Linked DNA regions of Mus musculus: region 1 is linked to region 2. Evidence: chromatin contacts called from public HiChIP or PLAC-seq data. All regions are on one chromosome and are shown on one strand. The core of a region is the stretch at or near the end of the contact, and the rest is flanking DNA. Distances in the headings are between cores, read along the strand shown. Region 1 overlaps Psmb2 (proteasome (prosome, macropain) subunit, beta type 2). Region 2 holds the start of 5730409E04Rik (RIKEN cDNA 5730409E04Rik gene).

Region 1 (3,496 bases), core at 736-3,235, 93 kb after region 2:
TCGGGTGCGGAGACACTTCTGCAGGAAGAAGTACATAAAAGATCCACTTTATGGATGAGACCCAGTTCAATGTTACCCCCTTGGCAACCATAAGAAAGTAGAGAATTCTCTGTGATAGCATCTTCTGGATTTTTGTATTATCTAGTCAAAGCTTAAAAATGAGCAGGTGGGGTTATTTAGGTTTTGATATTACTGCATATAGGCATTACACTGGGTGCTTCACATGTATTTAAGCCTCAGGAAAATTTAAAATGGCCTGGATCTCTTCACTTGGTAAATAAGCTCATGTCTGACCACACCCCCACACACCTCAACACATGCACCTGGAATAAGGGGTTTGTTTGTTCTTTTGTTTTTTGTTTTTGGGGGGGGGTTTGGTTTGGTTTGGTTTGGTTTTGGGGTTTTTTGTTGTTGTTTTTGAAGACAGAGTTTCTCTGTGTATCCCTGGTTGTCCTGAAACTCACTCTGTAGATCAGACTGGCTTCAAATTCAAGAGATCTGCCTGCCTCCGCCTCCGCCTCCGCCTCTGCCTCCGAGTGCTGGGACTACAGGTGTAGAACACTACCTCCTGGCCCAGAGGCAAAATTTTTTAGTTGAGTATGATGATGCATGTCCATAATCCCCACACTGGAGAGATGAGACAATGTTTACAAGTTCAAGACCAGCCTAATCTACCGGGTGAGTTTCAGACCAGCCAGGGCTATATAATAAGATCCTCCTGTCTCTACCAGCTTCCCAAAAAGAGAAAGGCAGAATTGTTGCAATATCTTAGTCCAGAGGCTAAAAGCTATTTTTAAGTCCCCAGAATGATTTATTTGATTTTTTTTTCCTTTATATATTATACACAATTTTAAAACCAAACATGTTGGTATTTATAAACTGTTGGTGGTGATTCTCGGGCTATTATTAAGGAGTGTGGATTCATTTACAAGATGGACAGTTGAATATTTGCATTGTTTAAAATATATACAACATTCCATCTCAGCCTTGGCTATAGAACATGGCTAGTGGTCTAATGCACAGGTCTTTACTGGCAGACAGACCTCTTAACTTTGTCTTATGTCTTTGACAGAATAGAGGTTACTTGCTAAATTGTTATTGGTGTTTGCACTTCTCAATAGTTAGGCTGATTCTTCCATGTGATACTGTGCACGGAAAAGTACATAAGCTAGAGAGTAATGCTTAGGATAGACACGTCTGCAAGAGACAGCATGGAAATGCTTAATATGTGTCGACTAGGTTTCCAAATAACAGGTCACATTTTTTTCTGGGGACCTAGGGGAGACTGACCATAACACTGTAAGTAAGATAACACTCTGTCTAATATCGCTGTCAACCTTAGGGCGTGGGTAAGGAATCCGAACGTAAAGGCTAAGAAACTTTGTGTTTGTTTGTTTTTTCATGACAAGGTTTCTCTGTGTAACTCTGGCTGTCCTGGAACTCACTCTGTAAACCAGGCTGGCCTCGAACTCATAGATCGTTTTCCTACCTCTGCCTCCCGAGTGCTGACCCTGAGGTGTGTACCACCACGGTCTGCTGAGACAATGAAACTTCATTTACTGCTTTACCTGCATGTTCCAGGTAACGTGCTGGGCACTTTGAGGAAACATCTCTCTGAATCCTTTTATAAAGATACATCCTGGAAGGAATTTACCTTGTGCCAGGAGTGCTTGGGCTTCCTAATTACTTTTAATTTCATCGATTAGTTTATTTCCTTGATAGTAATATCTACCACTTATCAGGCCTGTCCCTGTGCTTTAGATACTTGTCAAGCATTATCTCTGACCCTTCACTGCAGCCCTTTTGTACTAGGCCTTATTTTAGTTGAGCTTCTAGAATTCAGACTTTTCCTAAAGTAACATATTAATAGAACCAGAATTCAAACTCATGTCCAGGACTTTGTTACATGGCTTGTTCCTTCCTGAGTTGTTTTTATGCTATTAGTTTCCTCTTTATTTATTACATAATGTCTAACTTGCTTCCTAAGCTTTTTATCCTTAGCAACTCATGTCTGGAGGGAAGTTGGAAAGAGGCAACAGATCTGCTTGCTTATGGAGATGCAGACATTTGACTTGAACTTGAAACACTTCTCAGAAATGGGGCTTTGGGGACTGGAGCACTGTTTTTGGCAGAGGACCTGGTTCAGCTCCCAGCACCCACATGGCAGCTCACAACTGTAGCTCCACTTCCAATGGATCCAATACCCCTTCTGACCACTGAGGGCTCTTGTCTACATGTGCTGCACACACATACACTCAGACGTATACACATATATTTAAAATAAATATTTTTAAAAGAAAAAGTAGTGTCTATCACATCTTTGCTTTGATTTAGTTGTTAATGTTTGCTTGTAATATTAAGCATTAACCATACATAATAAATAAAGCGTGCGATGTTTTCTCTGGTGTATGAGGACTCACTCATTTAACAAATGTTTATTAGCTACAGGCTGTGTACCTGTCTGTCATTGAACAAGACAGAAGTACTCCTGCCTTCATAGAGTTTATAATACATAAAATATTTGTGAATAGGTGAATTGTATACTGTTTCACTCATCACACCACAAGAAGTCACGCTTGTGTAAGTTGTTGAATACAAGAACTATAGAAACTTAGAGCTATTAACTTTTGTGTAGAACCATTCAGAATAGCACACAAATGAATTACTTAGAATTGATCTAACTTCAGGAAAACAGTGACAACATACAAAAATTTGTTTGAAAGTTAAAGAAAAAACTAAGAAACTAGATAAGTCAAAAAGTCTTAGCTGGAGCTTTGTCAGAGTTTCTGAAAGTGCAGTTGTCACACAGATGTATTGACTTAATTAGTCGATAACACCGCTCAGTTATGCTTCAGCATCTCACACATGCACAAGTTGGTAACTCGAAGTCACACAATATTTGTGAGTTATCTTCTATACCACAAGTTTTAGTGTCTGACTACCAACTTCTCTGAGTGTATATAAGATGCTTAAGCATAAATAAATTATATTATGTAGCTCAAGTGAGAAACACAGTTGCTTCCGAACTTGTGTTTGCATGGGGTTTCTTATAAAATCTTCTGGTGATATGGATTCCTAATATACCATACAACTTTGTAAAACTGTTTTGGTTAATTGTCCTAAGGGTATTCTAGCTGCATGGAGTTGGGAAGAGTGAGCTATATATATACTTGGAGAAAAGATTAAACTTACTCTGTGATAGGTAAGAAGTTTATCATGCCAGGTGGCAGAAGCAGGCAGATCTTTGTGAGTTCAAGGCCAGCCTGGTCTACAGAATGTGTTCCAGGACAGCTAAAGCTACACAGAGAAACCCTGTCTGGGAACACCCCAAAAGAAAAAGAAAAGAAAGAAATTGTATCATACATGCTCTTGGAGAAGAATGCTAATTGAAGACACTTGGCTATTCTTTATCTCCCTATCCCCAATTTGTCTCCTAATTTTAACTATAAGAACATCACAATATTCTATGTCTGTGAGAATTTGTAGTACTGTTCTC
Region 2 (3,955 bases), core at 505-3,004:
TTGTTTCTGAGATCCTAGGTTCTGCTGCGTCAGGAAGTTTGGGTGTCTAGGGGAGAATGTTTCTAGCCAGGAACACAGAGATGGTTTCTTTATGTTTCAGACCCTTTCAACTTCTACATGATGGCGGATCTATCAGGATCTACAGGACCTATCGTCTTGATGGAGACTATCAAGGGCAAATGAACTGCTAGTGCCTACCGAGGGTTAGGCAAGTCCCCTTCTGGGTTGACATGAACAGATACCACTCCCACTAGAGAGGTCAGTGATGCTAGACTCAGGGAGCAGTCCCATCAAAGTCTAGCTTGGTGAACCAATGAGTTGACCGGGGTTGCTTAAGGGTTGGGGCTCACTCACAGTGCCATCGCTAGCTCAACGGCAGCTAGGTCAAAGGCACCTGAGTCCAGCTGGGTGGCCACTCAGAAAATCTGCATCCCTGGAGCTCCCAACACAACTAGCAGGCAGTGTCACTGAAGAGTCTCTGTTGTCCCAGCAACCCCTTACATCACCCACTACCTTGAAGAGGGCCTTCTAGAATCTTCCGAATCTCACGTCTGCCCCCCTCTTCAGTTTACAGCAAACAGCTACACAGTAGCAGTGAATGATCAGAATCCAGGGGTACCTCATTGTGTTAGTGTATTAATTCAAGAATCTTTTGATTATCAGTGAGATAAATTCCACTCAGGTTGGGTATGGCAAGATATGAACTTCATGGGAAGGCATCAAAACTAGAAACCCAGGAAGCAGAAGCTGGGATGTTAGTCAGCCATTTGTCTTTGAGCTCCTGTGTGTCAGTATCATTTTTTCTCCTAGTACATAGACTTGGCTTCTTCCACTTGACAGGAAATATGATTGCTGCAGCCATAGTTTGAACTGTGACTTACCTGGAATGGGGCTCCTTCTTAGTTATATACACAGAGAGAGAAATGGGGGGGGGGGAGGAGAGGGAGAAACACATATACATAAATAAAAAATAAAATCTTAAAGAAAGCTGGCTGGTGGTGATGGGACATGCCTTTAATCCCAGCACTTGGGAGGCAGAAGCAGGCAGATCTCCCTGTGCAACTGGAAACCAGCCTGGTCTACATAGTGCTTTCCAGGGTAGCCAGGGCTACATAATGAGTCTCTGTTTCAAAACAACAAACAATAAAATCCTCATAGCATTTAATCAAATAGGTACAGTACAGTGAAGGGGTCTTTTTAAAAAACAGATCTAGGGGCTGGTGAGATGGCTCAGTGGGTAAGAGCACCCGACTGCTCTTCCGAAGGTCCAAAGTTCAAATCCCAGCAACCACATGGTGGCTCACAACCACCCGTAATGAGATCTGATGTCCTCTTCTGGAGTGTCTGAAGACAGCTACAGTGTACTTACATATAATAAATAAATAATAAGTAAAAAACAGATCTAGAAGCCAGAAAGGTGCTCAAAGATCCTAAAATAGAGTAAGTGGGGATGAACTGAAAATTCTCGGCAGAAAAGGTGCCGAGCTGGAGCACAGAAAGGACCACAGCGGGTCCAGACCCGCACCACGGCCTCGCCAATTGCCGAGCCCCTGGGAAACCCAGGAAGGAGGCATTTCGTCGCCATGTCTGCAGCAAGGAGAACCAATGGATCCGTGGCGCCTCGCCAGGGTGGTTAGGAGATGACACCGGACCTACAAGGCTCTCGGGTCAAGCTGCGGGAGGAGGCAGTTCCTGCGCGGAGAACCGAACCGGCCCACGTGGGTCAGACCGCTCCGCCCAGCCGCGCAGACGCTGCTGGACTCCGCAGCCCGGGCTGGGGCTAGGGCCGCTGTGCCTGGACCAAGCAGCCGCGTCACCACGCGTGCACGCGCAGGTCCAGGAATCCCCCACCCTGCAGCGAGCAGGACCCGAGGGACCGTAGCAAGCCCCGCAGGAGCGGGCGCCTCTAGGCCGTGAGTCCGGGCCCTGATGGAGGGCTTGGGGCCCAGCCGCCGGAAAGCGGGTTAGGGAGCTGCCTCTGCAGAGATTAGGGTCGCAGAGCTCGGACCACTGCCAAGTCCGCCAATCCCCGTGCTACAGCCGCTCCCATGCCCCCATACTGTGGGTTAACTTGGGAAAATCCTGATCTTAGGATGTCTGCACTCATTTCACTGACTTTTTGAACCTGGATCCTTAGCCCCGCCCCACCCCAGCTTCCTTTGTGGCCAGATTTAGGACAAATTTTAAGAGAGGGAGAGGGAAAGAGAGTTGGAGGGGTGGGGTGGTGGTGGTGGTGGTGGTGGTGGTGGTGGTGGTGGTGGTGGTGGTGGTGGTGGTGGTGTCTTCAGGCCTTTTCTCACAAGCCAAAGGAGTGAAACATCTGTCCCAACCTCAGTCTCTCTTCATGACTTCTGCCCATTGCTGGGTGTGGGGAGGGTCGCTGCCACCCTATAGGGGAACCTTCTTAGTAGCTGCTTGATTGACTTAATAGTATGTCTCACTCACGAGGCCTCAGTTCTTCAAGTCATACAAATGTGGTCAGTAGCCGGGCATGGTGGCGCACGCCTTTGATCCCAGCACTCGGAAGGCAGAAGCAGGTGGATTTCTGAGTTTTCCAGACAGGGTTTCTCTGTGTAGCTCTTGCTATCCTGGAACTCGCTCTGTAGACCAGGGTGGTCTCAATCTCATGAGATCCGCCTGCCTCTGCCTCCCAAGCGCTGAGATTAAAGGCGTGCGCCGCCACCACTTAGCTTTTGTTCCTATTTCATAACTGTAATTTTGCTACTGTTATGAGACATCATGGAAATGTTTGTGGTTTTCTGTGGACTTATGAAATATACCTGTCTATATCTATACATCTGTATAGATGTAGACATATGTTCCTTTTACAAGTATTATTTGTTATTTAACAGGACATCTTTTTTAAAAAAAAATATTAGCATATCTGTGTGTGTGCATGTGTATGTATGCATGCATGCATGTGGGTGAACAGAGAGGCTGGGGGGTGGGGGCTGGTGTGAAGCCAGCGATGCCTACAGTTGTAAACCATCTGACTTGGGAACATGGGTCCTCTGGAAGAGCAACCAGTGCTCTTAACTGCTGAGCCATATCTCCAGCTCCTAAATTTATATTTTTAATTGAACGAGGGTCAGTGGAAAGGCTGTGGCAATCACCCAGGTCAAAATGACCAGGGCCAAAGGAGAGTTTGTCAAAATGTGGACAGTGAGGTGGGCATGGGAGGAGGGTCAGTAATCCAGGGTGCTCCTAGGCATGGCTAGATAGACTTGTCTTCAGATGGCAGAGCTGTCCTGCCCAAGGACCCTGGAAGGAGAGCTGTCAGGATGTGTAGATCTGAAGAACTGGTGGTAGGTCATAGGGTTGAGTAGGGGTTGAATCTGGGCTGGACACAGATCTGAGAGTCACCTACACAGGATGGTTCTTGAAGCTATAACAGGATGAAGTGACCTTGGGAGAAGTTTGTAGAGTGAAGAGATGGTGAGCCTTAGAGGGAAAACCCTGGGAGGGAGACAGACCAAATAATCAGAGAGAAGGGAGGGACACCATTGCAAGGTTCTTGGGCTCTAGGTTGCCATTCTATCCTGTCCTGCTCTGTCTCATTCTCCTTCTCCTTCCCAGTCCAGATGTTCGCTGCCATCCAGCCAGGACTAGCAGAGGGGGCCCAGTACCCAGGGAGCCTGCCTCCTGGAGTATGCCAACCAGACCTCCAACCAGACAATAACTCCAACTTTGTGGAGAGTGCTAAGGATGCCAATAAGAACTGGCATGGTGTGCCAGGCAAAGTGGATCCTATTCTGATAAGGAGCTCCTCTGAGTCACCCTCTGATAACCAGGTCTTCCAAGCCACCAGGCTCCCTGAGGCCGGAGTCCGCAGTCCCCCGGAGGGTGCGGAGATCCCTGGTGCTGAGCCAGAGAAGTTGAGCGGTGCCAGCAGTGTCTGCTCTCCTCTGGAGGACATTGGCTATGCCAGCAGTTCCTTGAGCATCGACAGCTTCAG

What was found. HiChIP or PLAC-seq counts read pairs in DNA pulled down with a chosen protein or histone mark.
Region 1: an H3K4me3 HiChIP or PLAC-seq map of bone marrow-derived macrophages shows a contact between it and region 2, with 3 times the contacts expected there. The contact joins the enhancer-like site here to the promoter of 5730409E04Rik in region 2. A contact is called at or near these places in 8 of 39 promoter capture datasets (cranial neural crest, embryonic stem cells, hematopoietic stem and progenitor cells and 5 more), 1 of 15 datasets of contacts at CTCF or cohesin (the NIH/3T3 cell line), 9 of 484 Hi-C or Micro-C datasets (the 63-12 cell line, the C2C12 cell line, the HPC-7 cell line and 6 more), 13 of 115 datasets of contacts at active chromatin or transcription factors (bone marrow-derived macrophages, craniofacial prominence, embryonic basal ganglia and 8 more) and 3 of 9 other capture datasets (adipose tissue, liver and pancreatic islet).

The regions. Positions count from the first base shown.
Region 1 is chr4:126,700,701-126,704,196 of GRCm38.p6, forward strand. All of the region lies in intron 3 of Psmb2 (proteasome (prosome, macropain) subunit, beta type 2), which reads left to right. Among named protein-coding and RNA genes, the nearest start is that of Psmb2, 25 kb to the left of the region's middle. Within about 2 kb of position 1,986, at least 3 of the 459 cell types and tissues checked have an H3K27ac peak or open chromatin away from gene starts, as enhancers often do. A contact at or near this core is called in bone marrow-derived macrophages, where this site is marked.
Region 2 is chr4:126,608,100-126,612,054 of GRCm38.p6, forward strand. It overlaps 5730409E04Rik (RIKEN cDNA 5730409E04Rik gene), which reads left to right and starts at 1,755. Exons shown (of 2, transcript NM_001145950.1): 1 at 1,755-1,913; 2 at 3,577-3,955. The coding sequence starts at 3,582.